4 separate regions of the Sus scrofa genome follow, and regions 2, 3 and 4 are each linked to region 1. The links are chromatin contacts, called in public HiChIP or PLAC-seq maps. All regions are on one chromosome and are shown on one strand. Each heading gives the region's core, a stretch centred on a gene start, on an enhancer-like site or on the middle of the called end of the contact. The rest is flanking DNA. Distances are from core to core; before and after follow the strand shown. Region 1 holds the start of RUFY1 (RUN and FYVE domain-containing protein 1). Region 2 holds the start of RNF130 (E3 ubiquitin-protein ligase RNF130). Region 3 holds the start of MRNIP (MRN complex-interacting protein). Region 4 holds the start of SQSTM1 (sequestosome-1).

Region 1 (2,814 bases), core at 100-2,599:
TCTTAACCACTGAATTGGTCCCAAATCACTATTTTGGTGCCATCGCTGACTTCTACAGCCAGTTTACCAGTGGAAAGGATGGAATCAAAAAAACTCAGTCACACTATAATGCTTCATAGACAGCACTTCATCCTTTAGTGAGCTGTGCCCCACAGCACTCTCTATGATGGAAATGTTTTCACTGTCCTAGCCACATGGAGGCTACTGGGCATTTAAAATGTGGCTGTTGTGACTGAGAAACTAAATTTTTAATGTTTAAATATCACATGTAGGTAGTGGCTACTGTACTGATTAGCATAGCTCTAAATATTTGGCTTTATAGGACTTTCTAAGTCGTATTCTATCATAATCATTCTATTCTCACCTGCTGAAACTCTATTCTAGATGACAAAGGCTGAAAAAGTCTGTAAGAGATCACTGGATCAATCAAAAACATCTCTTATTTTACAGGCTGGGAAATGTGATAACTTGTCTGCAGCTGGTGGTAGAGCTCGCCCGGAACCCTCAATCCCTGACCTCCGCCTTGGTGCTTTGACTCAGCGGAGAGCAGGGACGCATGCGGTCGACAACTTGGAAGTGTGAGCCGGTATGGCATTTTGGGATTTAAAGAAGAGAACAGTGGGGATTCACTTTTCAAGTCCTTTTAAAATTAACACAGACCTCCCAAGCTTAAATGCGTACATTTTTAAATCTTAAGACACCAAAAGAGAATAAAAATGCTGCTGGGGAACATAACTGGAGGTGGAGTCACTCCAATCTCAGGCCATCCACGCCCACCAATTTATCTTGGCTTGAACGCACGGTATAGGTTAAGGCGTGTTAACAGGATGGTTTTTTAACAACTCGTCTAACAGGGGAGTCGGTTAAACACACTCGCCAACCTGGCTCTCACTGCGAAACCGGCAACCGCCCGGCGAAATGCAAGCAGGGCGCGCCTGGCCGGACCCTACCTGCGCGCACCGCGCCATCCGCGCCGCCATCCGCGCCGCTCAGCCCCGCGGCCGCGCGCAGCGCGCTCCCGCAGCTCGCCGACAGGTTGCCGGTGGCTTTCCGCGCCAGGGTCAGGATGGGGGCTGACCAGCCTTCCGCCGCCGCCCGGGCCTTCGCTGCGCTCTGCTGCTCGCCTGGGCCCGGCAACTGGCTCCGGTCCACGATCTCAAACTCTTCTCCCGGCTCCGGCCCCGGCGCTGGCCCGGGCTCCTGCCCCGCCCGGGAGCCGTCTTCCCCGTCGGCCATCTTGGTCATGTCACGTGGCCCGGGCGGGCGGCTGACCCGGCGAGGCCGGCGCGCGGGCGCGTGTTTTTGCGCTCTCGCTGCTCTGTTTCCCGGTTCGTGACGGTCTTCTTCCTCTTTCCCGTCCTCCTTTCTTGTTTTTTACTTTAAAACAGCTGGGGAAAATACGAATCGTAAGAAGCACCCACATCCTCATCAGCTGGGAGGACTTGTTTCCCTGGAAGTTATTCTTGGACTTTCTCCTTTTATTTGGTGCATCCAGCCCGGCTTAGAACACAGCGCACATGGCTGTTGTTTTCTTTGTGACACTTTACCCTCATTTTCATTTTATTTTAGAACTTTTTCTACTTGGTCATTTTTCTGGAGTAGTCGTCAAGCCCTAAAAAAGCGAGTAAGGAAACTCTGGGACAGGTGAGGCAGGAAAGCAGTTTTTTTTTGTTTTTGTTTTTTTAAATTAAATAAATAGGACAGCTTGGCAGGAAAGAGCACACTGGTGGACTGGGAATCAGAAGGTCTGGATTCTGCTATTAATTAATTAGTTAAATGGTAATACTTACAAAACTTAGCACATTACTAAGTAAGGCACACATGACAGGAACATTAGTTGTTTTTTACCGAAGGGTGTGGCTTGGACATACTGTCCACTCGTAGGGTATTACAGTCTATTTTCCCCTTGAAGGGACTATGTCTAAATAGAAATTCGAATTTCACTAGCATTTGACGCTTTGTTTGCCAAGTGCTGCATATGGGCTTTATCAAACCAGGAGACTGTTTTGTTTGCCTCCCAGAGTGTTTAAATTTAAAGTTAAAGTTGTTGCAGATATTTATTTATTTTTATTTTTGTTTTTTGTTTTCTTCTGAGTGCCAGACCTGCAGCACGTGGAACAACGCAGATCTGAGCCGATTCTGCAGCCTACATTGGGTGGAGCCAGAGATCGAACCCACATTCTCATGGACACTTTGTCAGATTTTTAACTCGCAGAGCCACAAGGGGAATTCCTATTGCAGATATTTAGAAATCAAAGGATTCCACATAAAAAATCTGGATTTGGGGGAGTTCCCGTCGTGGCGCAGTGGTTAACGAACCCGACTAGGAACCATGAGGTTGCAGGTTCGATCCCTGGCCTTGCTTAGTGGGTTAAGGATTCCTCGTGAGCTGTGGTGTAGATCGCAGACGTGGCTCGGATCTGGGATCTGGTGTCGCTGTGGCTGTGGTGTAGGTCGGCCGCTACGGCTCTGATTGGATCCCTAGCCTGGGAACCTCCATATGCCTCGGGAAGCGGCCCTCAAAAAGCCAAAAAAAAAAAAAAAAAAAAAAGAAAGAAAGAAAGAAAGAAAAGAAGTCTGGACTTTGGCCTGGTCTTGAAACATTGGAAGCTTTTGCAACTCAGTATATTCTCTGATTGCAGTGAACTGGTGGAGTGGATGATGGCTGTCCTTTTAGAAGCCCAGGTTTTCCTGGTATCTTTGTTACCAGCTTTTATGATCTTTCTGGCCACTGAAGGCCAGTTGTTTCCTGTTTGAAAGAGTGTAGCTGGAAAGTGGCCTCGGTACACTTGCACCAGTTAAGTCTCAGAGTCA
Region 2 (2,814 bases), core at 178-2,677, 510 kb before region 1:
AAGCACATTAGAATGGTTGCTTGTGGGGTAGGGAATGGCAGTTCAGTGTAGCAATAAAAGGGCACACATAGATTATAAAATAAAGTCCTGTGCTTAGAGAACAGACTTGTGTTTGCAGATGGGGGTAGGTGGGAGGATGGACTAGGAGTTTGGAGTTAATAGATGCAAACTATCGCATTTAGAATGGATAAGCAATGAGGTCCTACTATATAGCACTGGGAACTATATCCAGTTTCTTAGGACAGAACATGGTGGAAGATAATACAAGAAAGGGAATGTATTTTTTTTTTTTTAAAGGCAAAAAAACCCCACTACTCCATTTTAGAACCAACTTTCTCCTTGACAAATTCAGAAAGGCCAAGAGAGCTTTAAAGGGACCTGCTCCCCCCACCCCTCGCACCCAGCTGACTTAACAGACTGGTTCTGTGGGTCTCTGCAACCATTTCTCATACCAGCAGGCATGGGCACCTCACATCCTGTAAGGACAAGGGAGTAAGGGGCATGAGCTTCTCAAGCAGGGGCAGGCCAGGGCATGCTAAGTGGGAGGAGAACATTAAGAAGACCACCACTAGGGAAGAGCTCTACCACAGGGGCTCTAAGTGACCCAGGGCTGTTTGGAAAGGGAATTCCAGGGTTCCAGATGCCTGAGCAAGTACCTCAGATGTTCTTAAAGATCCAGGTCTAGAGAGACCCCCATACTCTTATTTGCACAGAACCCCCCCCCCAACCCGCCCTGGGCCCAATGATGATAAATAAGACTTTGAGTTGACTGGTTGAAATGTGGAATCCCATATTTAATTTAGAAATTAATTTTTAGTTTTAGCTTTTTTTCTTTTGTGTTCTTGTCTCATACTTTTCCATAGGCCCTTGGAAAAGGCCCCTGGTTCCAAACTCTGTGCGCATCTCGCCCGACGCATGAACATGGCTGGTCGTGGGGCTATTAGGTGCCGGGTCTGTTAGGGCCCTCGTGCGGGCGGGCGGGAGCGGACACGGGCTTGCACGCATGCGCAAGGGGGCGGGCCTGCGCCCAAGGCCTGCGCCTTGCCACTCGGCTGACAGGGGGCGGGACGGCGGCGAGTGCGCGCCTGAGGCGGCAGCCGGGCGAACAGGACTTTGTGCTACGAAGACCCTTTTTCAGGCGCGTCTTCCACTCCCGTCGCTTCCCCGAGTGGCGCCCCAACTCAGCGGGACCGGCCCTGTGGAATGGAGGGACCCCGGAGGAGACGACTGCGCGCGGCCTGACCCGCCGTCCTCGCTGAGGAGCCCATGGGCGCGTTCCCGCGGGCGGGTGGCGGACGTGAGGGCAGCGAGCAGCGGCGCCGCGGCACCGAGGAGAGCCGTGCTCGTGCCCGGCCCTGCGCCGGCCGCGCGCGCGCGCTCCCGCCGCAGCGCCGGCCGCGCCCGCCCCGCCTCTCGGCGCCGGCCCGGGAGCCCGGTCCGCGAGCAGCGGCGGCGGCGGGAGGGACGATGAGCGGTGCGGCGCGGGCGGGCCCGGCCCGGCTCGCCGCGCTCGCGCTGCTGACCTGCAGCCTGTGGCCGGCGCGGGCTGATAACGCGAGCCAGGAATACTACACGGCGCTCATCAATGTGACCGTGCAGGAGCCCGGCCGCGGCTCCCCGCTCACGTTCCGCATCGACCGCGGGCGCTACGGGCTCGACTCGCCTAAGGCCGAGGTCCGCGGTCAGGTGCTGGCACCGCTGCCCATCCATGGAGGTGAGTGCCTGGCAGGGGAGAGAGAAGCCGTGGCGCAGCGGCCGGCGATGGTCCCCCGCCCCCGGGAGCCGCAGCCTGGGAGCGGGGGCGGCGGGCGCGGTGCCCCTACCCCCGGCCTCGATCGTCGCGCCGCTCGGCGCGGCTGCCCCCCGGTCGAGGTTCCAGTCGTGTGCACTCCGGCCTGCTCGGTGCTGGGATTAGGCTCCCAGGCGCGTTTTGGGGATCTTCTTTTCTTTTTAGAAAGACTTAGAACGTTCCTTTTGGTTTTAGGTGGCTTGTTTACAGGAAGGCATTGAACTGCGAGTTTGCAGGGACAGCTCAGACAAAGGCGGCGGTGGAAGAGCGCAAAACTAGTTCATGATGGATGAGGTCTTAACCTGTATTTCAGAATCCGTAGGTTCGTTCCCGAAATCAAACACCGCATTGAATCTCGAAGGACCAGGCCCTTTTCTAACGTAAAAACGTGCTGTTTTTCTTAAGTGGCAAGTGGAAGGAGGGGTGGAGGAGGAAAATAGGCATCTTCCCTGTTGCTTTTGGCTCTTATTCTGCCCCAGGAGCTTTACTGTAATTTGACGCCTGAAAAAAATCTCACGTTGTGAAGAATCCGATACCAACTGGAACCTGTAGCCAAGTCTTCAGGTCACGGGAGTCTACCAAAGGGGAAAAATAGGTAAAATTTTCAAGAGCTGTCTTTGAAGCCATTTGCTTTACACTCATGTCTACCTATAAACACAGGCTCTGTTTAATTATTTCGTATAGTAGATGTATCTGTATAAATTTCTGGTCATGTTTTAAAGGAGACGTTCCCCACACTGTAGAGCATGATTTTGTTTTTTAGCCCACTGTGAACTTTGTGGAAAATGTCTGCTGTCTTCTCCACCCTACTCTCACCCTGAGAATGCTGAGAGGGGATTTTTTTTTTTTTTTTAAGCTGCTATTGAAGTTAAGATGATCTAAACTAGACACCCTAAATAAGGTAATGGTGTTTGTTTTTATACTCTAAACTGTTAAAACATCATGCCCCCTCTGAGATTTGTATTTGAATGCTCAAGTGCTAAGCTGTTGTCTTTGAGGCAGTCTAGCTGAGGAAGAAGAAAAGG
Region 3 (2,814 bases), core at 136-2,635, 290 kb before region 1:
AGATGAGTTATGTTGTCAGGCATGTGTGAATGTCTAGGCAGGTTGGCATTGGGGTCCCATTGAAGTTGGGACATGAGGGGTGAGCTGTTCCTCCCTGCCCAGAGCAGGACTTGGCCTCCACCTTTCAGAGCAGAGCTTTCTCAGGGCTGCAGGAAGTGAGACAGCCTGGGACCTGGGCCCCTTTGGGGTAGTACTTGCACCTGGACAAACCTCTCCTCCAGCAACAAAATACAAAGAAACTCTAAGGGACTAAAAATAGCTGTGTGCATACACAGTTGGGGCAAATTATGAACAAGACACAAGAAAAAGACCAAAAACTCAGCTTTCACTCCTGAGGGGTGGGGAGCAAAAGCAGAGTATTGTGCATAATCCCTGCCCACTGCACCACTAGGGGGGTGGACAGACCACCCAAGCCACCCTGCCAGCTTGACTGCTGGACCTGTCCTTACCCTCAGGTCACTTAGGCAACCAGATCCCACGCTGAGCACCAATACCCCAGAAGTAAGCAAAGGAATCCGTTATTGTTTTCACTCCCCCTTGCCGCAGCATGAGTCCCAATAACGCCTTGTCTGAATTTCTTATCTGGCCTCTTTATCAATTTCTACTGAGTAAGGAATCCAAGAACCCTGGACGGTAACGGGGGACTGATTTCATTTTCAACCGCCAGGTGTCAGAAGACTGATTTCATTTTCAACCGCCAGGCGTCTCCGGTTCCCTCTCTGAGAAGCATAGGTCTGGTGAACTGTTTATTTTCCCAGGATTCTTGGTGCTGCAGCTCAAAGTTTAACTGGACCACCTCTGACCAGCGGTCCTGCATATCCCAACTTTGGCCCCAAGAAGTGAGCTGGAGTAGGGCGGCACCCTCCAGCTCCCTCTCTCAGGCTAAGAGAAGCAGAAGAAACGGTGCCAACAAAGGGCCGACCTGGAGCGGCAGCTAGAGACCCCAACGTTGCAACTTTTTTTTTTTCCGGTTTTCTTAGGGCCACACCTGCGACATATGGAAGTTCCCAGGCTAGGGGTCTAATCTGAGCTACACCTACTGGAGTACTAGCGAGCTGCTGTACCCGAACTGCTGGCCTACACCACAGCCACAGCAATGCCGGATGCCCAACCTCCTGGGCGAGGCCAGGGATCGAACCCCAACCCACGAACTAGTCGGATTCGTTTCCGCTGCGTCTCAACAGGAACTCCCCCAACCTTGCAACTTTAAAACGCTCCTTTAAATAAAGCTGGGAACTGGCTCACGAGAACCGGTGGACCTGACTGACGCAAACTCCAAACAACGCCTGACTGGGTAGCAGAGAGAAGACCCCAGTAGCCTGAAGTCGACTGCGGACCAACCCGAACGTGGAGAAACACCTGGGGGTAGAGAAGCCCAAGGCCGCAGAACCGGGCAGAGCAGTGTGGGCGGGAAACGCAGGGCGGGAGCGCATAAAGGGGCGGAGCCTGAGGCTGGAGGGGCCCGGGCGCAAGAAGTGGGCGGAGCCAGGGCGGACAGGCGGACAGAGCGCGCGCGCCGGCCAGCAGTCGCCATGGCGCCTCCACAGCAGGCTCGGGTTTTGCGATGCTGCCACTGCCTGCTTTTCCAGGCGCACCAGGTGGGATGGGCTCCAGCCTCCCGCTCCTCCGAGGTCGGGGACAGCGGGCAGGATGAGGTGGGGCCGCGGGGGGCTGGACGTCTTCCCCGCGCCCTGTCCCCAGGCATGGGCATTGTCTCGGGCGCTTGCGGGTTGTGCCTGGGGTCGTGACCTGTGACAGCGTCTGTCCTGAGAACTAGATTTTAGGGATGTCCCTTCTCCATAATGTTCTGGGTTTTTTTTCGGGTTTTGCTGGCTTGTAAAAATTGGCAGAAACCAGTCGTAAAGTTTTCTGCGGAGGCGGCCTCATGAGCTTTAGCAGGGCACACCTGGTTACAGATAGAAGCTAGCCTCCTTTATGCAGAGCCTAGCACCCAAAGTGGCCCTTTCCTAATTTAAATAAAGGGAATTTTATTGTATTTACCCCTGCTGGCATTCTTTCCCTTTGCCCTCGTCTCTATCTATGTGGTGAGGGATAATCGAAGTTTGTAAAATGCATTGCTTCCCTGATTGAAAACCTAAGATAGGGGATGTCACTTGTTCTTTCTTGGATCGTGTTCTGTCTCTCCCTGCTTGATGCTGTCACGCTTGTCAGTGTATCGGCTGTGGTAGTCCCCTTCTCCTCCTAGTTATCTGCTGCTCTGTGCCCTGAAAAAGGATAGCATCAGACTACGTACAAAATATTTGTTTAAAAGTCAGTAATGCGTGGGGGTTCCCCGTCGTGGCTCAGTGGTAACCCAACTAGTATCTATGAGGACGTGGGTTCGATCCCAGGCCTCCATCAGTGGGGTAAGGATCCAACATTTCAATCCGCTGCGGTGTAGTTCGCAGACATAGTTGGGATCTGGCGTTGCTGTGGCCAGTGGCATAGGCTGGCAGCTGATACTCCCATTCGACCCCTAGCCTGGGAACCTCCATATACCACAGGTTCAGCCCTAAAAAGACCAAGAAATAAATAAATAAATAAAGTCAGTAAAGCTCTGAGTATGTACCTATTAAGTTTGCTGTGACTTTGTAAGGGCCGTTTTAGGGAACTCAGAGACTTTTTACTTATTTCATTTTTCAGTTCTAGAAGTTGAGAATAAATGGGAGTCATTTTCACTTTTAAATTATTACACATATATAATACAGTGCGTGTTCTCATGGTGATTTTCAACTCTGAAGTGATTTGAAACCAAGTGGGAAAAGGGGGGGTCGACAGTTTAATTACAAGTTGGCTGTGTACCAGGCAGTTTCA
Region 4 (2,814 bases), core at 150-2,649, 260 kb before region 1:
AGAGATGCCAGTTACAAGACTACATATTTTTACATGAAATGTCCAGAATAGGGGAATCCATAGAGATTAGGGGTCGCTTGGGGATTGGAGGATAGGATGATGGGGATGGGAGGAAGCTAACAGAGTTGGTGTATAAAGTGATGAAAATGTTCCCAGATGATTGTGATAATGGCTGCGCAAATCTGTGAATATACTAAAAACTCAACACTTTAAACTACAGTATGTGAACAGGAACTCAAAGTTATTTTTTTGAAAAAGCTAGGGGCTGGCGAGCTGGCAGCAGTCCTGAGGGAGGTCCCGGCACGGCCCCACCCACCGGCGGGCCTGGTCCGCCCGCCTCCCTCCCAGTCACAACAACCTCCCCCAACTCCACCCCGCGCAGCCACCGGTCACGCCAGCTCAGCTAGAAACTAGGCAGGCTCGTGAGCTCTGTCCCTACACCAACACTTCTCGAGAATGTTTTCACCTTGTCCCTCTGTCCGCTGCCAACGGGATAACGTCTGGATCCCGCCTGGCCTTGGGCAACCTATGGTCTCTCCTCCCCACCTCCGGCCAGACTGTGCAGCCCTGAGGGCTCCCCACTGCTTATTTACCCTCGTCACTTTTCTGCGTAGCCAGCCCTTCCCCCTCATCTGCCCGCCCAGGCTCTTCCGGGTTACTATCCGAACCCCCCATCTGGGGCTAGCGGGCCCCAGCTGGGCAGTAGCCAAGTGGCAGTGTAACCCGAGTGCCCCTCTAACCACCCCGTGCCCGCCGTGAGGACGCCCCCGCGCGCCCTCCCCAAGATCTGCACCATCATGGTGGGGGGAGGGGAGGCCTCTTACGTCGCCGGGCCCGATCCGCTAGGGGACTGGCAGCGCCTGACCCCACAGGTCTGGCTGTGGTCACCACTCCTGGCTACCAGAATGGCACCCAAGGCCGAAATGGGAACCCACGCGGGCCACCGCCCACCCAACGAGCGATCAAACTCCCGCAGGCGGCCCCAAGCCCCACGAGAAGGAAGGGAGCAGCGACCCTGCCCGGCAGGGCAGCACTGCGTCACGGCCCCGCACCGCTCCCCGAGAGCGCCCGGCCTGCTCACCGCGGTAGTGCGCCTGGAAGCCGCCGGGCCGTAGCACGGGGAACAGGGCGGCCACCCGGCTCAACAGCCGCTCGCAAGGTCCGGGGCCAGCCGCGGCCTCGGCTTCCGCCTCGGGCTCCGGGCTGAAACAGAAGCTGAAGCGGCGAATCTCGCGGGCCGCATCCTCCTTGCCCAGAAGGTAGGCCTTCACGGTGAGCGACGCCATGACCACCAGTTGGGGAGCAAGAGAAGAGCCCGGCGGTGGTAGCGGCGGCGGCGGCGGCAGCGGGAGGGGACGCGCGGCCTTTGTAGGGAACGCGGGTGAAGCCCCGCCCCTCATCGCTTCCTGGGGGCGGGGCCTGAGTGTCAGAGGTCTGGCTCCAGCCACCCCGGCCGTCGCGCGAGAGCCGCCCTACAGGAGCCCCAGCCTCGCTACCTCTCCCCGCCGTTGAGCCCCCTCATTCCCGACCCCTCTCCTCACCGCCCCAAGTGCACCAGGGACACCAAGAGGCCGGCCCCGCACGCTGACATCTAAGTCTGGCGCCTACCTCTATACCTGGGGCAAGGGACCGGCCAGGGTCCCGCCCTAGACCCCTCCCAGGCCTGACCAGGCCGTGACTCAGCAAAACGGAACCCAGGCCACCGGGGATGCACAGCTCAGGAGGGAGGTGGGCAACAGAGGCTGGAAGCCAGGAAGAGGGGACACTGCTGACACTGCTAGCTACAACAAATTGGCTCCCGAGGCGCTGTCTTGACCTTGCCACTCTTGTCAAGGGCCCGCTCTTGCCACCAGTTTCTCAGGTGGCAGCCCACTACGCCGCCCCCAGCATCCCCCCTAATGGCCCTTTACTGGGTTAAAGCACAGACACTCAACTCAAACCTGAGCACCAGAGGAGCTTCCAGTTTAATAGGGGGTAGGGTTGAGAGATGCCAGAAGAGCACAGGATCTTCCCATCCCCACCTTGCTGGGGGGTCTGCTAAGGCTTCCTGGAGCCTCAGTGGCCACCAAATGTTCACTGAAGCCCTAAGGACTCCCCATCGGTACTCCCCATCCATCCCCACTTGTCAGCTCAAGGTTCAGCTCAGCAAATGGTGCCCAATGGCCTGAAAGATCTCAGGTCTGTTGGCCTCATGGGCAGCCCAGGGATTACATCAACAGCCCCCACCCTACCCCACCCCCAGGAGCCAAGAAACACTCTTTTATGTAACCGAAGTGACCTGTTCAAAGTGCCTAGGGGAAGGGGGTTGTTGGGGGAGGAGGTGCCTTAGAAGAAGGTAAGCAGGCGGGTATGTCACCCTATGAATCCTCCCAAGTAGGGCTCTGTAGGTAGAAAGTCAGACCTGCTGAGTCACACTCACTTTTTTCATGGTGGGGTTTGTGGAAGTCAGTAAAACTTAAAGGGATGGGAGTTCCCATCGTGGCTCAGCGGAAACAAATCTGACTAGCATCATGAGGACGCAGGTTTGATCCCTGGCCTTGCTCAGTGGGTTAACAATCTGGTGTTGCCCTGAGCTATGGTGTAAATTGCAGACTAGCCTCAGATCCTGGGTTGCTGCGGCTGTGGTGGAGGCCAGCGGCTACGGCTCTGATTCGACCCCTAGCTTGGGAATCTCCATATGCCTCAGGTGCAGTCCTAAAAAGACAAAAACAAACAAACAAACAAAAAACCTTAAGGGAATGGGAAACCCAGAGACCATGGGGAAGGTAGATTGGGTTTGGCTAGTTTGCTGACTTGCTTGTGGAATCACAGCAG

What was found. HiChIP or PLAC-seq counts read pairs in DNA pulled down with a chosen protein or histone mark.
Region 2: an H3K27ac HiChIP or PLAC-seq map of alveolar macrophages shows a contact between it and region 1. The contact joins the promoter of RNF130 here to the promoter of RUFY1 in region 1. A contact is called at or near these places in 1 of 5 promoter capture datasets (liver) and 1 of 2 datasets of contacts at active chromatin or transcription factors (alveolar macrophages).
Region 3: a contact with region 1 is called in an H3K27ac HiChIP or PLAC-seq map of alveolar macrophages. The contact joins the promoter of MRNIP here to the promoter of RUFY1 in region 1. A contact is called at or near these places in 3 of 47 Hi-C or Micro-C datasets (omental adipose tissue, retroperitoneal adipose tissue and subcutaneous adipose tissue) and 1 of 2 datasets of contacts at active chromatin or transcription factors (alveolar macrophages).
Region 4: an H3K27ac HiChIP or PLAC-seq map of alveolar macrophages shows a contact between it and region 1. The contact joins the promoter of SQSTM1 here to the promoter of RUFY1 in region 1. A contact is called at or near these places in 1 of 5 promoter capture datasets (liver) and 2 of 2 datasets of contacts at active chromatin or transcription factors (alveolar macrophages and skeletal muscle).

What each region holds. Positions count from the first base shown.
Region 1 is chr2:79,020,328-79,023,141 of Sscrofa11.1, forward strand. It overlaps RUFY1 (RUN and FYVE domain-containing protein 1), which reads right to left and starts at 1,350. Exons shown (of 18, transcript XM_003123642.4): 1 at 951-1,350. The coding sequence starts at 1,245.
Region 2 is chr2:78,514,666-78,517,479 of Sscrofa11.1, forward strand. RNF130 (E3 ubiquitin-protein ligase RNF130) reads left to right here and starts at 1,428. Exons shown (of 9, transcript XM_021084320.1): 1 at 1,428-1,714. The coding sequence starts at 1,468.
Region 3 is chr2:78,729,226-78,732,039 of Sscrofa11.1, forward strand. It overlaps MRNIP (MRN complex-interacting protein), which reads left to right and starts at 1,386. Exons shown (of 6, transcript XM_013987518.2): 1 at 1,386-1,598. The coding sequence starts at 1,533.
Region 4 is chr2:78,762,599-78,765,412 of Sscrofa11.1, forward strand. It overlaps SQSTM1 (sequestosome-1), which reads right to left and starts at 1,400. Exons shown (of 8, transcript XM_003123639.4): 1 at 1,082-1,400. The coding sequence starts at 1,400.